Regions from separate parts of the Ovis aries genome. Here region 2 is linked to region 1. A link is a contact called in public Hi-C data. All regions are on one chromosome and are shown on one strand. The core of a region is the stretch at or near the end of the contact, and the rest is flanking DNA. Distances in the headings are between cores, read along the strand shown. Region 1 holds the start of BARHL2 (BarH like homeobox 2). Region 2 holds the start of GFI1 (growth factor independent 1 transcriptional repressor).

Region 1 (7,546 bases), core at 1,672-4,171:
TTTTCCTCCCTGGTGGGGACCCCAAGTAGGATCTTGATAAAAACCAAGATCATATTTTCTCCCTCACAGCTGTCCTTCTCCAGACTGATCTCCTAACATCTCCCCCAAAAAAATCTATGATCATAACCTTTTAAGAAAAGCTCATCCGAGACATTCACAAGGTGAGGCCTACTGAGCTTCTGTTTGCTTCCCTTGAGAGTTTTCATAAAAGTGAACACTCCCTTCCCCCCAACACTTCCATCTTCTCCCTTCCTTTCTTTTTAGATTTCATTTTTTCGTCGGGTCATATTTCTGTCTCCCCTGCTAATGTGAATTATTCCAAGCAAAAAATCCTGTCAAACCACCCAACACAAGCTGTGCGATCAGCCTTATGAGCTCTTGAGTCATTTTAGGCGTCGGAACAAAACAAAAACAGGTTTAAATGAATTATTTATCAAGGTAGAGAATAACTGATTTGTGCAATGCCTTCAGTTCAGTATCTTAAATTTGTTTTCACCCCTCCTCACTTCCCACCCAGAAAAAGCCGACAGGGAGGTGCGGCTGGGAGCCCCAGGTCTGGGAGGAAACACACCTCCTTTGGAAAGTTGGTGGGTGATGTCAGAATGAGAAGAACCGGAATTGATATTTGAAGGGAGAGGATAAGTTGCGTCCGCCTGCAGCCTCAGGCGGCCCCAGCGCCCTTCCTACAGAAGCCAATTGTGCCAGGGGCGCAGGGGGCCCGACTTTGTGGGCGGGACACTGCCGCCTCGGATAAGAGAGATGCCCTCTTAAATCCCAGGCCCGTGGTTCCGAGTTCCCCCCCGAGCGAGGCTGAGGCCTGGCCGGCAGGCTCCCAGGAGGGTCTGCTTGGCCAGTGAGCAGTTCCCGCTCCAAAGGCGGCTGGTCCAACCACGCTCCAGGCGTCATTCAGGCAGTTCTCGGCTTCCCCGCCCAGACTGGCGGGACTCCATCCAGCCGGCCCACCACGCACTCCCGAGGGACTCCCCTCACCCGCTCAGGCCGCGGTCCGCCTCTATCTGCTGCTCGCCCCGCGTCCCCGCCTCGGCTCACGAACCATGGTTTCTCCGCCAAACTCCCCTCATCTTCTGAGAGCCGTCTCGATTGTACATCTCCTCCCCTCGGTCTTCCGTCTCTCCCGCTGTTCTCCTTAGAGACATACCCGTAAGAAAACAGCACGAAGACGGTTAAGAAACAGCTCGACACAACCTGGAACTAGCGCGAGCTTTTTTTTTTTTTTTTTCTGGGTCAAACACATCGAATTCCCTAGGAAAACGCAGGAAGGATTAGTCTCCCACCTACCCCCTTCCGGACCGAGGACTCACACAATGTAGTTCCAACAGAAAGGCAGGATCTTGTCCCAGGAGGTCATCTGCCTCCCAGACACCAAACCCACCGGCAAGTCCTCAACACAAAAAAAGCCGGCCCCCGGTAAGAGACCTTCAGAACCGCAACTAAACCCAGATTTCAACCCAGCCCTGGAAGACTTAAAAGGCCATTTTCTACCATCATTCTGCACCTAGTTACGGAAGCTATGCCAGCCACTCAGATTCATAGGGTTCTTAAAATGGTAATTTGGAGTAAAATGTAACTCAGAACTTTGAATCATTCATTAGCACCTTATAATTACTCTGCTAATTAGGTTGACACGGCACTTAATCAGGAGTAATACGCCGTCTTGTCACTGGCACTTCCCATTACTCTGACATTCAACAAGAGACAGGTTGCAGACGTCCTAGAGAAAATAATGCAAGTTGATACCCTCCGACGAGGCGTCACAGTCAAGACACGCTCCAGGTCCCAAATGACTGTTTCCTTTCCAAAAGGGCGGCCGGAGAGGGCGAGGAAGGGCTTGGGGTGGGGGGGGGGGCGGTGTTGGTGGAGAGAGAAGGAGACAGAGACAGACAGAGAAATTGAGACTGAGATCGGCCTGGTGGCGAGGAGGGCATACATGCTGCGGCCCCACCACTCGGTTCCCGAGTCCCAGGCCGGCCTGATAGCACAGTGAACCTTGGCTGCCCTCGGCGCTAGAGAACGCCTCGAGGCATTATTTTCCCCGCTCGGGAGAAAGTGTCTGGCCACCTATTTCTTCCAGCACGGGCCCTGATTGGAGACCAGGCTGGCACCCTGGTTTTGAGCAGCAGGCTACTTGTCTTCCACCCCTACCGAGAGTGCCTGGTGGACGCGGATCCCTCTCCATTTCCCCCTCAGGGACCGGTTGCCCAGCTGGGCCAGATCCGGGACGCCTGGGCTCTTTGGGGGAGAAATCAGAGCTCGGAGTCCGCCCGCCCACCCAGAGCTCCGGCAGCTGGAGTTACACACTTCCCCCTGGGTCCCTCCAGGGAGTCCCTTCCTCTGCTCTCGGTGTCTTTGGACTATTCAAGCGCGTGTTTGAGGAGGTGCGTGGCGGCAGCGCTGGAGTTTAAAGGTAAGCCGACAAGATTCCTTTTCTCTTCCTGTCCTCTTTCCCCTCCCTCTTCGGACTTCTTAACGGCAAATCAGTACTATTTTCTCGCTCTTCTCCCCCCCCCCACCCCCCTTTTCTTTCGCGTTTTCTAAAAACTCCGATTCCCTTCTCTAGTCTCCCTGTGCTCCCTTCCCCTCTCTCCCTTTGCCCTCTCGCGTGATTGTGAACCCGGGGACCATTGTAGGACTAGGTATTTTGGTTGCAGGGAAAGGGATGTGCGGGTTCCGAAAAGAGCAGCGGGGCCAGAGCCGGGATCGCTGACGGGTTCGCGAGTCGAGCGCCCATTGGCTCCCGGCACGTCGGCGTCGCTCGCTCGCGCGGGCGCGGCCAATGGGGGCGCGGGGCCCGGCGCGCGGCCTCGGCGGCGGGGGCGCGGGCCCGGCGAGGCTCGGGGAGCGGCGGCAGTGGCCGTGACGTCACGGGAGGGGGTCGGCGCCGCCCGCTCGCCGCCGGATTACAAGCGAACGCGCCCGGCAGCGGCGGGAGTCGCTCGGCGCTGCGTCTCCGGTACCTCCTCCGCCTGCGCCTGCTCCTTTTTTTCCTTCTCCTCTGTTCCCGCGAACGTCGCGGCAGTGTCTGCTCCACAACTTTCCAAGAAAGTTCAGAAACTCGTCTCCGGGGCGGCCGGGTCGCGCGCGGCAGCTACTTCGGGGAGCCGCCGGGCAGCTCCGAGGGCGCACAGCCGCCCGGGCTTCGCGGTCGCTGCACCTGCCACGTCCGTCGCCGCCGCTGCCGCCTGGTGCCAGGCTGTGGGCAGACCCTGGCGGTGGCGGCAGCGGCGGCGGTGTCGGGTTCACCTCCTGCTGCCTCGTCTCCGTCTGGGTCCCCTGCGCTGCCACCGCCGCCCCACGTGCGCTATCGTTCCTGGAGCGCACGCTCGGTGCTTCCTCAACAATTTTTGTAACTTTCCCCCTCTATCTTCCTTTCTCCCAACTCCCACTTTTTTCATTAGGGTAAAAAAAAAAAAGTGTCGAAAGTGTCCACGGATTGCCACCTCCCAATTATCCTTCCTTTCCTCCCGCCCCACTTTTTTTTTTTTTTTTAAAGCGGCGACAACATTGTTTAGTGTTATTTTGTTTTAACGATCGATAGCTTCCTTTGCTTGGTCGAGGCGGCTGCGGACCGGCGGAGTGGCGTGGACCTCATGTAGAAATGACAACAATGGAAGGGGCCAGCGGGTCGAGTTTTGGAATAGACACGATTTTGTCCAGTGCCAGTTCGGGCAGCCCAGGCATGATGAATGGAGATTTCCGCCCGCTCGGCGAGGCCAGGACCGCGGATTTTAGGAGTCAGGCCACTCCATCCCCCTGTTCGGAGATTGATACCGTAGGAACGGCGCCTTCCTCTCCCATCTCCGTCACCATGGAGCCCCCGGAACCGCATCTGATAGCGGACGGGCCCCAGCATCACCATCACCTGCACCACAGCCAGCAGCCGCCGCCAGCCGCGGCCCCTACGCAAAGTTTGCAGCCTTCGCCCCAGCAGCAGCAGCCGCCGCCGCCGCCAGCGGCCCAGCAGCTGGGCTCGGCCGCCTCAGCCCCCAGGACTTCCACCTCTTCTTTTTTAATTAAGGACATCTTGGGCGACAGCAAACCTCTGGCGGCGTGTGCACCGTACAGCACCAGCGTCTCCTCTCCCCACCACACCCCGAAGCAGGAGAGCAATGCAGCGCACGAGAGCTTCAGGCCAAAGCTCGAGCAGGAGGACAGCAAAACCAAACTGGACAAGCGGGAAGAGTCCCAGAGCGACGTCAAATGTCACGGTGAGTCCCGCCGCCTCGGCTCTCTCGGCCGTTTAGCTTCTCCTCCTCCTGCTCCCCTTCCGTCTCGCGCGAATCTCTGATGGGATCCGAAGGCAATTCTCAGCTTCCAAGGCGATCGGGCCACAGTCAAAAACTGCAAGCGAGAGGGAGGCCGGGGCGTGCGATTTGGGCACTCGTCCCAAGTTCTGTTTATTGTTAACATTTCTACATCCCCAACCCTCACAGCCACCCACCTCCTTCCTTTGTTTTACTTCATTTTAATTTATTAGGAAAGGGTCAGGCGGAGGGGATTTGATGGGAATTTCTTTCATATTTCGTAGTGCCTAGGGGTGTGATCACAACGTGGTGTTTATTTTTTAATGCAAATTATTGCGTTCCTCCCACACATCGTATTTTCTAAACACCCGCACAGGAATTGTCAGATATAGTGAAGGAAAAAATGCCGAGTTGATTAACAGAGCAACTTTAAAAAATTTATTACATAGTGATTAATATAGGGAAGGCCACACGGTAAAAGATTATAATGTTTCAATTTTTAAAAATACCCTTCCTACTCCATAGCCCTAACTAAATATCTGTATTTCAATCAGAGTTTTGGCTCTTAACAAGTAATTGGGAGGTTGCATTTATGAATAAAATTTTATGGAATTAAATGTCTATTTTTGTAAAATCAGAAGATGGCAATTGTCCTTCAACTCCCTTTTTCCATTTTCTCACCAGAAAATTTCGTAAGTGTTCTAGTCTTTGCATGGCAAGAGTTTTAATATCCAAGGCGAGTTCTTTTTTCCCCTTTACTGATAAGTTGATTATTACTAATCTTTGTCATCTCTGGGAAAGATGTGTGCTCTCTGGAAGGTAGGATATTGCCTCTTCATTTTACTATTGTAGCATTAGCATAATAGTGCCCAAAACAGATGTACAGTCTGGTCTGGCGATTTTTTTGTGCACCAACCTCCCCAGTGGGTCAATTAGAGAGATTATTGTTCTTCCTGCAGGGAAGATCAAGGAGCGAAGCAGAAAACGGGTACAAACAGAAAGGGATTGACATATCGATTTCCCAGCATTTCAGTAGAAAACCAAAGTTGACAAATAGAATCCGGAAATCTCTGGGCTGTCACCTGGATGGGCTCAGTGATTCTGAGCTGAACGCAGGGTCTGGGAGACATTCTTTCTGAAGCTTTAAGAGACCCGATGCAAGCAGTTGCAGAGAGCCAACATTTCCCAAGTGCAACTGAAAAAGGAAAACAAATGCCTATAACTTTTAGTAAACAGAAGAAGTAAAATGAAAAAGGTACCTCCTCATCAAAAAAGAAAAGTTGAAAGATCTTTTAAAATCTAATAAATCAGAACATATGAAGTCAGAGAGAAAACAGTAAAGGAAAAGGACAGGGTCTTCCTCAGTCAAGGAAACAATTAGGAAAAGGACCCTTTATCAGAAAGTATTTTTTATTGCCAAAGATGGGAAGATTCAACACTCTTTTGGAAGCCTTTTAGGAGCTCTGCACGAGGGTCCACATTCAATAACTAGCAGTTGGTCCTCTTTCTCCATGCTGACTAGGGCTCAAGTATGTGTATAAGGAAAGTGGCAGAATATAGCCCCCCTGCTCCCCCCAGACCAGTGACTGGCTTGGGAATGTAGAAGTGTGTGCCAGGAGGACACTCCATCCTTCCCCATTCCGGGGTACCTCAAGGCTATGTCTGGGTTTCTGTGTAGGAACAAAGGAGGAAGGAGATCGGGAGATTTCAAGTAGCCGAGAGAGTCCCCCTGTGAGAGCCAAAAAGCCTCGTAAAGCCAGGACGGCTTTCTCCGACCACCAACTCAATCAACTGGAGCGTAGCTTTGAACGACAGAAGTACCTGAGTGTGCAGGATCGCATGGACCTGGCGGCTGCACTCAACCTCACTGATACCCAGGTCAAGACCTGGTACCAGAACCGCAGGTAAGGGAGGCTGTGGTGGGGAGCAGAGGTATCTGGTCATCCCGGTCAAGACAACTATACCAGTCTTCTTTCCCGTGTGGCCTCAGAGTCACTAGGGACTCAGAGGGCCCAGAGTGGGCAGTTGGGGGGTTTTCAGACTGGAGTAGGGGTTAGCCATACCTCCTAGGTGATGAGTAGCTGGAGTTTGGAGAATTTTGCACTTCTAAGTGTCTTTCACGTATGCTGTGTTTTCTCTCTCAAATCTGAGTGGCTGAAATTTCTCCCACTTTGCCTCCAAATCAATCAAGCCACACCTTCTCAAATTGAGACATCCGTGTAGCAGACACTCAGGCCCATAAAACCGATGCACTGCACCCTTTTGGGCCTGCCCCAGGATGGTTCCAAATATCTATAACCAGTCACTCAATCTGGCTGTAGCTGTTCTGAAGAGCGGACCCACTGACCTTGGCTTAAAAGTCCTTGCCTGGCCTGTGAGGCAGCCAGGAAGAGGGTTAGGGTTCGCAGCCGGTCAGACATCTAGACTGAGGGTCTGTCCCCTATTCTGGCCACATCAGAAACCTCCAGGAACCACAGCTTCCCTTGAAAGGAAATTAGAAAAGGAGCTGGCAGTACTTGTAGGCCCCTGAACTGCAGTGCGAACACCCAAACCCCGCAGTCTGGGGCCGAGGTTATGCCGGGTTTCTAAGCCTGACAGTTGTCTCCCTTGTCTCAATTTTCTCTCTCCCGCCTTTTCTCTCGTTTGTGTTCTAATCGTCCATAAGTGTGGTTGGAAATGCCCATCCAGTTGTCATCTTTACCATAATTTTCTGTCTCATTACATACGGTTTCAGCCACCCTAATTCTGTCGGAAAACATTAGTGTCATTTGTCGCCAATTTAAAATGGGCGACATGTTTATTAATTTGGCTGGAGCTGCCGGGTATGGAGGGTCCACCAGCCCTGAGTTCCTTCAGGAGGCATGTGAGCAAAGGCCTGCTGCCTCTTCTTCCTAGTGGGGGTGCAGTGGGGGAGGGAGGAGACCAAGAAAAGCGGATCACAGGTTTTAATTGTTACTCTCTCCCAGCGGAGACAAGATTTTGAAATGCATTTTCCCCCTCCTGGAATGGCCCCGAGGTACCGTCCCCTTGGGAGAGCCCTCCCTCAAACGAATTCCGTTTTGAAACCTTGTCACCTTCCTCACTCTAAGACGCCCGCCTGCTGTAAGGTCCTGTCAGGCTGATGAGAGAGATGTGCCTCCACAGCCTTGGGGACCAAAAGGGGCAGGGGTCCAAGGCCCAAGAGCCTCTGTGTCCCTTTGTTTACGGTTTCTTCTCACTGGGTCTGGAGGAAAGGGGAGGGCAGAGAGCATACACTCTAGGATTGTTGGGGAGCCGCTTGGGGA
Region 2 (7,546 bases), core at 2,023-4,522, 1.7 Mb before region 1:
ATTTAAAATAGTAAAAAATGAAAATAAGCTAAATACTAAGACAGGCATGATTAAGTAAATTATAGTAACCTAGTTGATAGATTTTTTATGTCAATTATCAGTTATCAAAAAAATAATATAAAAGCAAGGAACATGATTGTCATGATTTCTATTTAAATAATCTTATTATAAAATAGTTTTGTTCAAGTAAAGAATTTCTAAAAAAATTAAGAGAAAAGAAGAAATATTATTATCCAGTGGAAAAAACAGAATACATATTTGTATTTGTGATATGATTCCAATCACTTTTTTTAAAAGAAGTAAAGCAAAAATATCAAAATGTTGTCTTCCTATGGTTTCTTCTTTTATGTGTTTATCAATTTTATCTAATATAATTTATAATGAAAATATATTTAAAAAATAAAGCATCACTTATTTTGTAGACAAAATCTCTTGTCTAATTTACAGAGGAGCCCCATGCCTAATTCCATCCTGTGACTTTTTTTTCTTTTCACTCTGTGTATTAAACATTGATTTTACTCTCAGTATCTCTCCCACATCTACTCCTCAGTCAAACGTTCATGGTATTTGATACATGTGAGGCATTTCTTGCTTTAAAGATGGGAAAACTAAGTTCTGAAACAAGTTTTATTCATTTAACATCACCCAAGTAAATCCATAGGATATCCAGAAAGGAAAATAGATACTTGATTCATTTTTACCCCTGACCTTTGCTTTTTTAAAAATCCAAATCTCTGCAAAATCCTGTCACAAAGTTCACTTACTTGAAGTTGAGCAAACTGAATCAGGACATGGAACAAGGAGGTTAAACCCAAGACACCTTCACAGGGAGCATTCTTTCATTCTTGGTACTCAGAGGAATCTGTAAAGAGTGGAAATCAGAGGACTGCTCCATGGTCTTGCAAGGTTGATAGGTATTTGGACTCTGCAGATGAGAAACAGGCTGGGAGAATTGAGCTAAACTGTTCAAGGTAACGGGCTTCCCTGGTGGCTCAGACGGTAAAGCATCTGCCTGCAATGTTCAAGGTAACAGGGCTACTAACTAGCAGAACAGAGATTGATACCACAAATGGCCATCTACAAAAAGCCCAGACTCTTTCCCCTCCTGATAGCATCACTGTGATGATAAAATGATGCAAACGTCACAGAAATGTGTGCTGGAAATGGAGGCATTACCTCTCCTCTGTGGCTTCAGGATCACCCATTTTCCTATGCCTCTCACAAACAGAACCAGAGATGGTAACTGTAAAGTTTTGTGAAAAAAAAAAAAAACTAAACAAGAAACTGGTAATATCCTGTTACCATCTTCTTTCTAAAAATGTCTCAAATCTTTTGTTGTAGGGAAATTCTGATCTATGAGATGGTGCTTGAAATAAATGGGTCACTGGCCAGAGCTCAGAAATGTTTGCCATATGAAGAAGGTCATTTGGCATCTGTAGATATATTATTATTATTTAATAATTATTAGTAAATTACTGACAAAATTAGTATATTTAAAAGTTTTTTTGAGAAAACAAGTGTTTATACAAAATTACACCCCACACCTACATATCCAGTTCCAAAAGAGTGTCTGGGGAGACACATTCTTCCTAGATTTAAAAAAGTGTACCTTTCAAGGGTAGGGGTTGTCTTACTCGCCTCACTCTCCATTTAGTAGTGAATGAGAGGGAATTTGGAATAGTGGGAGTCAGGTTCATTCTATCCTCGTTTCTGGTCCTGGCTCTATGCTGCCCCTTGGCAACTTTCTTATCCTTTCTGGGTGCCCCTCTTCTTACCTTTCTCCTCTGTCCCCCTCTAAGTATGAGAATCATATTCTAACACTGTACACCTGAGAGATGACCGGATCTCGATGGCTGATTATTTTTAATGTGTATTTATTTATTTGAATTAGTAATACATCCACATGGCTCACAACATAGAACATGTAAAGGGGGATTCAGTGCCACTTCCCTTCCCCTGCTCCTTTCTGGGAGCCCCCGTCCCAGTCCCAGTTTTACTTTGCAAACTTAGAGGTTATGAAAGGCAAAAAAGAAAAAGGCAAGATGACTAGATTTCCTCTGAATGAAAGGGGTTTATTCTAAGGTAATTATCTGTTCCCTTCATAGTCTCACCATGCTTTCTGAAACTTTAAACAGCAACACTCAACTAAATTACTAACTAATCACAGTGCCTTTTCAAGAAATTTTGACTTTGAACTTACTAATGTGCAAAGGAAATGGTTCAGCCATTTCTCCAGAACTTGGTTGATAATAAGTTTTCTTTGGTCCCATTTATCATTAAAAGATTTTTTTTTTTTTTTGCTGTTGCATAAAATAGAAGGGAAAAAAGAAAGATGTGTTTTGACTGCTTTAAGATTTTTATGTCTTAGGCAAGGACAAAGTACACAAATAAAAACTTCAAAATGACCGTAATTTCTCTTCAGCTAATTCAATATTTGTAGTCCTTCTGATTACGATTGCTTGCTTCTGCATTTATTTATAAAGAAAGTGTGTTAAGCAAATGAACAGTAGTGTAAGGAAGACAGCTAATCACACAGTTAAGAAGTGTGTATAGTCCCACACCTGTTACATAGTAGGTGTGCAGCCACTGGTGTATAAAACGTCTAAATTATTAAAGCATGCTTGAAGCATGGCAATGGTAACCAAATACTTCCCACAAACCTTTAGATTTACAATGCAAATTAGAAATCACTTAAAAAAATTCTCTAAGGACTTTTTTTCCATGACAACTTTGGATTAGTCTAAAAAATAGTACGTTATTGTGCAGTAACTGAGGAACACCACTCTCTTCTCTGGAGATTTACTGTGCAGAAAGTAGTGATCAAAATTAACTCAATTTATTTAGGAAATCAAGGTAATTATAACGGCTATCAATCCCCCTTAGGAAAGGTTTAGGCTTTAAGTACACACCACAGGCCACACTCTTTGGATCATCACATACAGTCTAGCACTGGAGGTTGTTGTATTTACTTATTTATGGGTGAGGTTTTGATTCTTTCCTCTTCTACAATTAATTAGTTAATTAATACCATTCATTCACTTAGTCCACAGACATTCCCGCCTGGATGTAATGCTGTAGATCCACTGCCTGCCCTCGTGGAACACACAATCGCAGCGAAGACTGACTTTTCAATAATCAGCAGGGTGGTGCTTTTATGGCGCCTTACTGCTCCCCTCCTGTCCAGGTGCCTGGGTTGACCTTAGGCGGCGACGGAGCCCGCGCCTGGGGTACGGCTCTCCCTGGCTTGTCCCGGCAGGGCGGGGTCAGCCGAGCAGCCGCCGTCGCTGCCCCCGCGCGCTCCCTCCCGTGCGGCCTTTAATTTTGCAGCTCCGACCACCGGAAATTAGCCGCTGGCAGAGCGGACCCGGCCCAGCTCAGAGGAGCGCGGCGTGGGGAGGGCGCGCCTGCCAGCCCAGTCGGGCGCCCGCGGGACGCGCCGCCTGCACCCTTTAGGCCGGGGGCTCGGCGCTCGCCCACCTCTTCCAAATTTAACCATTACCTAAATCCGAAGGGAAATGAGCAAACCTCTGGGATTGGGTGTCAAGGTATTTTCAGCCTTGTTGGGCGTATTTATCCCGAAGTGTTTCCACAACAAGCTATTTCGGGTCTGCGGGGCAGGTTTCGCTCTGCGGACGCCGCGGCCACTCACCGGGCTCCAGGCCGGCGGCACCGCGGGCGGGTGATTCACGGCCCGACCCGGGGGCGGCGTAGCCCGAGCAGGCGGCGGGGTTGGGTGTGTGTGTGTGGTGGTTGGGGGTGGGTGGGGGGAGTGTCCCGGCCCAGATGGGCGGGGAAGCCTCCTCGGAGCAGGACGCTACCAGCCCCGGCGCTCCAGTCAATCTGTGTCCTGAATCTGTGACTTCTTCTCGCTGCGGAAGTCTCCCAGGAGCCAAGAATAGTTCTTTTTCTTTCGAGTCATTTCTAGTGCCCGGGTGTTTGGGCCCTCTGGGTCTCCCCATCTCCTACCGTCCCACAGAGGGGAAAAAAAAAGAGAGAGAGAGAGAGCCGCGGGGGAGGGCGCTAGGAAGGCCGGGCCCCTTGTCCACCTCCTATGCACCCTTGCGCAAAGGAGGAGCGCGCCCTGCCGCCCGACTGGGGCTTGGAGGTGGGGAACGGGGGGGCAGGTCTGACAGGGCTAAGCGAGCTACTCCTTAACGCTCAGGAAGTGAAGCTTGTGGTTTTGGGGGCTGAGCTCGGAAGGAGATTTAAAAAAAGAGAGAAAGAGAGACAGCGCGGTCTCTCCCGAAAGCAACTCAGTTTGAAAACTCTCGGAGCGCTGTGCCCGCGCCCTGACCCCTCAGGTAGGTCCGCTGCGCCTCTCTCCCTGGCGGGGGCGGACGCGGGAACTGGCACGGCGCTGGCGCTGCGGGGAAGACCGAGGGCGCTACCGGGTTCCCACACGAGGTCGGCTGCAGCTTGGGAGCCAAAAGTGCTGTATCCTCTTGGTCCCCGCGCGACCCATACGGAGGGGCTGGGGATCTGGCTCAGAGGACGCACGCCAGGCAGTTTGGTGGTGGTTCTGCGAGGGAGCGGGATCCACAGGAAAGGAAACATCTGGTGGGGAGACGGCGGCAGCTGAGCTCTCCAGCTCCCGCCATCCCAGGCCCTGGCTGCGAAGAGTCTCGGCCGGCCCGCGTGCGCCGAGGGGACCGCCCCACCCCTCGGCCGCCAGCTGCTGCGAGAGGTCGCCTTCCCACGCGATCAGCCCTTGGTCCTACTACCGCTCTACCCACTCCACCCTCCCGGGAACGGACGGAGCCTGCCAGGCTGAAAGAGAGGCGCGCGGCTGTGCCCGAGTCGGGAGGTTGCTTGCGTGCCTGCTTGATCCCGCGCTGTTCCAGCCAGTCCAGACTCGGCGGCGGTGGGGGCAGCTCACCCCTGCATCCCCGCCCCACCCCCGTCCCGCTCCGCCCCGAGCCGCAGCAGGGCCCCTCGGGACATTTTCACCCTCGTTTTCCTTTTCCTCCGAGTTTCATAGCTGTTTAAGAAATTAAGTTTTGGCTTTGTGGTGTCTTAAGTAGACAGCCGACGGAGCGGCTCACGCCGGGGCTCAGAGATAACTGAACTGACAGTCGTTCGCCCTAGGGCAGCCGAGCACCCTGAAGCCTCCTGAAGCCCCGATCCTAGGGGCTGGCCCGGACACGGGAGGGCGGCACCCTCACCCCTAGGGGCCTTCTGGCGTTTAGGACACGGGAAACATCCCTTGGGACTCAGCTACACGTCCTAGCTGTCTTTTTTTCTCAAGCCTATCCTGTTCTTCCTCCGGGGAAGGGGACATGGTGGGGGCGCGGGGCGAGAACCCGTCTTGACTCCGGAGCGCCCACCGGCTGACTTTAGACCCTGTCCTGCGTCTTGCCCTGGGAGCCGCATGACTCCTAGGCTGGCAGAATAAACCGGGCAAAGCCCAAGGATGACCCCTGTCCCGGCCCTGGATCCCCAGCGCCCTTGTGTCTCGAATGACCAAGACAACCGAGAGCTGCCGTGGCCGAAAAGCCTGCAGCTCGCTCGTGAACCCGGCCCCCATCGCCTTCACCCAGAGAGAAAGGCACGTTCTTTTTCCCCGGACCTCCTAGCCCTCCTAGCCCCGCCCCCGGAGCGAGCCGGGGGCAAGAACCGTAGGCGCTGCCCCGCCTCCCCGCCGGGCTCGGGTTTCGACCCCGGGATTAGGTGAACTGATTGTGGGGGTTAATGAGAGCGGAGTAGCGGGCACTAACTCCCTCCCAGGCCCGCGAGCCCGGACCCCGGCTCTCCTGCTGCTGCCAGAGCAGCCTGCGCTCTCTCCTCGTGCTGTAAAAGGTGGGTTCTCTGCGGACTCCCGGACACCGTGCGTTTCCCAGCCGTCGCGCACGAATCCGGCTGGACTTTCCCTAGGGCGAGGTTTCTGGTGAGCCCAGTGGAAAGTGCTTTTCTGAGACTTTGTTAGGTCTCCATGGTCCAGTGTGTCTTGCTCGGATACCTGATTCTTTTCTGCGCACCCGCGTCGCAACTTTTCCCCTGCGTGGGGGGCACGAGTCAGGGGCGTTCAAGATCACCGGGAAGCGAGTTTTCCCCGGGACTTTGCTTGGTCCTCTGCCACCTGCTTCCTCACCTTTCTGCCTTCTTTCTCCGGCCTTTGCTTCTCCCTAGTCCTGTTGCAGTTCCCCCGACCCCGCCTCTCAGCCAGCAGGAGCCCTCTCTCCCCAGACCCCTTTTCACTACAGTGTGTGAGCCTGCTCTTGGAGGCTTGGCTCTTTGCCCCAAGCGGGTTCGCGACCGTCTACACATTCCCCTCCCCGCCCCACTAAATTGATTGGCTCGTCTACTCCTTTCTCCCCAGACAGAAAGCAGATCCATATAGGCAGTGTGTGGTCGAGTTGGGGTAACTGGCCCGCTGGGGACTTCAGCTCTCCCAAGAGTTTGATACCACAACGAGTTTTGCTAGGGAAGGGGAGGGGCCGAGGGGCGTGGGCAGGGCAGAAGGAAGAGGCCTGAGTCGGAGCCCGGAGACGGGTTGAGCTACGGTGGCAGCAGCGGCGGGCTCGCGCCACCTGTCCGAGTGCCACCTGGTGAGCGCGGCGCAGCGGGGCCAAGCCCCTCCTCCCGGGGGCCTTCCTCTCTCCTCCCTCCTCCCTCCTCCCTCCTCCCTCCTCCCTCCTCCCTCCTCCCTCCTCCCTGCCCGAACGCTCTCTCTGCTCCGCTGCCCAGTCCCGGGGCCCCGGAGCGTGCTGACCCGCGCGTTTCCACCCTGTTCTCTCGCAGGTCTCCGCCTGGCTGGGGCTGACGAACTCGGGTGAAGGTGGGCTGACGGCGGCTCCAGCGACCCTTGGAGAGGAGCGGGGAGCGCGCCCGACCACCATGCCGCGTTCGTTCCTGGTTAAGAGCAAAAAAGCTCACAGTTACCACCAGCCGCGCTCCCCGGGACCTGACTATTCCCTCCGCCTGGAGAATGTACTGGCGCCAGGCGGAGCAGGTGCGGGGAGGGCGAGGGCCGGGAGGGACTGCTCCCGGGGCCGTAGACTCTGAGTCCCGCCACGCCATCTCCCAGGAACCGGGGGAAGGGTTCTGAAACCCATTTGCTGCCTTTTTTTTGTTACCCACCGTTTGGGTTCCTTTCGGGCTCGTCGCCTAGGTTGCCAAGGCCTCCTTGCTCTCGCCCTTGGATCCGGGAGGGTTCAGGCCAGGTCTGGGGAGAGCTGAGAGAGCCCAGGTGCCACCATCTGGGGGGACGCACTTCAGAACCATCGGGCCCAACCAGACCCAACCTGAGACCCTATCCGGCCTCCTCTCCGCAGACGGCACCTCGAGCACAGGCGGGGCGAAGGCGGAGCTCCGGGGCCGTGTGTCCCCCGAGTCTCAGCTGACCGAAGCCCCCGACAGAGCCTCCGCGTCCCCTGGCAGCTGTGAGGGCAGCGTGTGCGATCGGAGCTCGGAGTTTGAAGACTTTTGGAGGCCTCCGTCGCCTTCTGTGTCTCCAGGTAGGGACCTGTTGGGGGCTCCGGGGCTCGGGGACGGAGGCGGGGGCAGGGACCCCGCACTGAGCAATGAACCCGCGCGGCTTTGGGCACAG

What was found. A called contact is a pair of places that touch in the nucleus more often than the background predicts.
Region 2: a Hi-C map of hypothalamus shows a contact between it and region 1, with 6 times the contacts expected there. The contact joins the promoter of GFI1 here to the promoter of BARHL2 in region 1. A contact is called at or near these places in 2 of 16 Hi-C or Micro-C datasets (hypothalamus and muscle).

What each region holds. Positions count from the first base shown.
Region 1 is chr1:68,082,528-68,090,073 of ARS-UI_Ramb_v3.0, reverse strand. It overlaps BARHL2 (BarH like homeobox 2), which reads left to right and starts at 2,921. Exons shown (of 4, transcript XM_042250777.2): 1 at 2,921-4,226; 2 at 5,941-6,166. The coding sequence starts at 3,617.
Region 2 is chr1:69,735,006-69,742,551 of ARS-UI_Ramb_v3.0, reverse strand. GFI1 (growth factor independent 1 transcriptional repressor) reads left to right here and starts at 3,272. Exons shown (of 6, transcript XM_042251018.2): 1 at 3,272-4,301; 2 at 6,739-6,949; 3 at 7,272-7,454. The coding sequence starts at 6,835.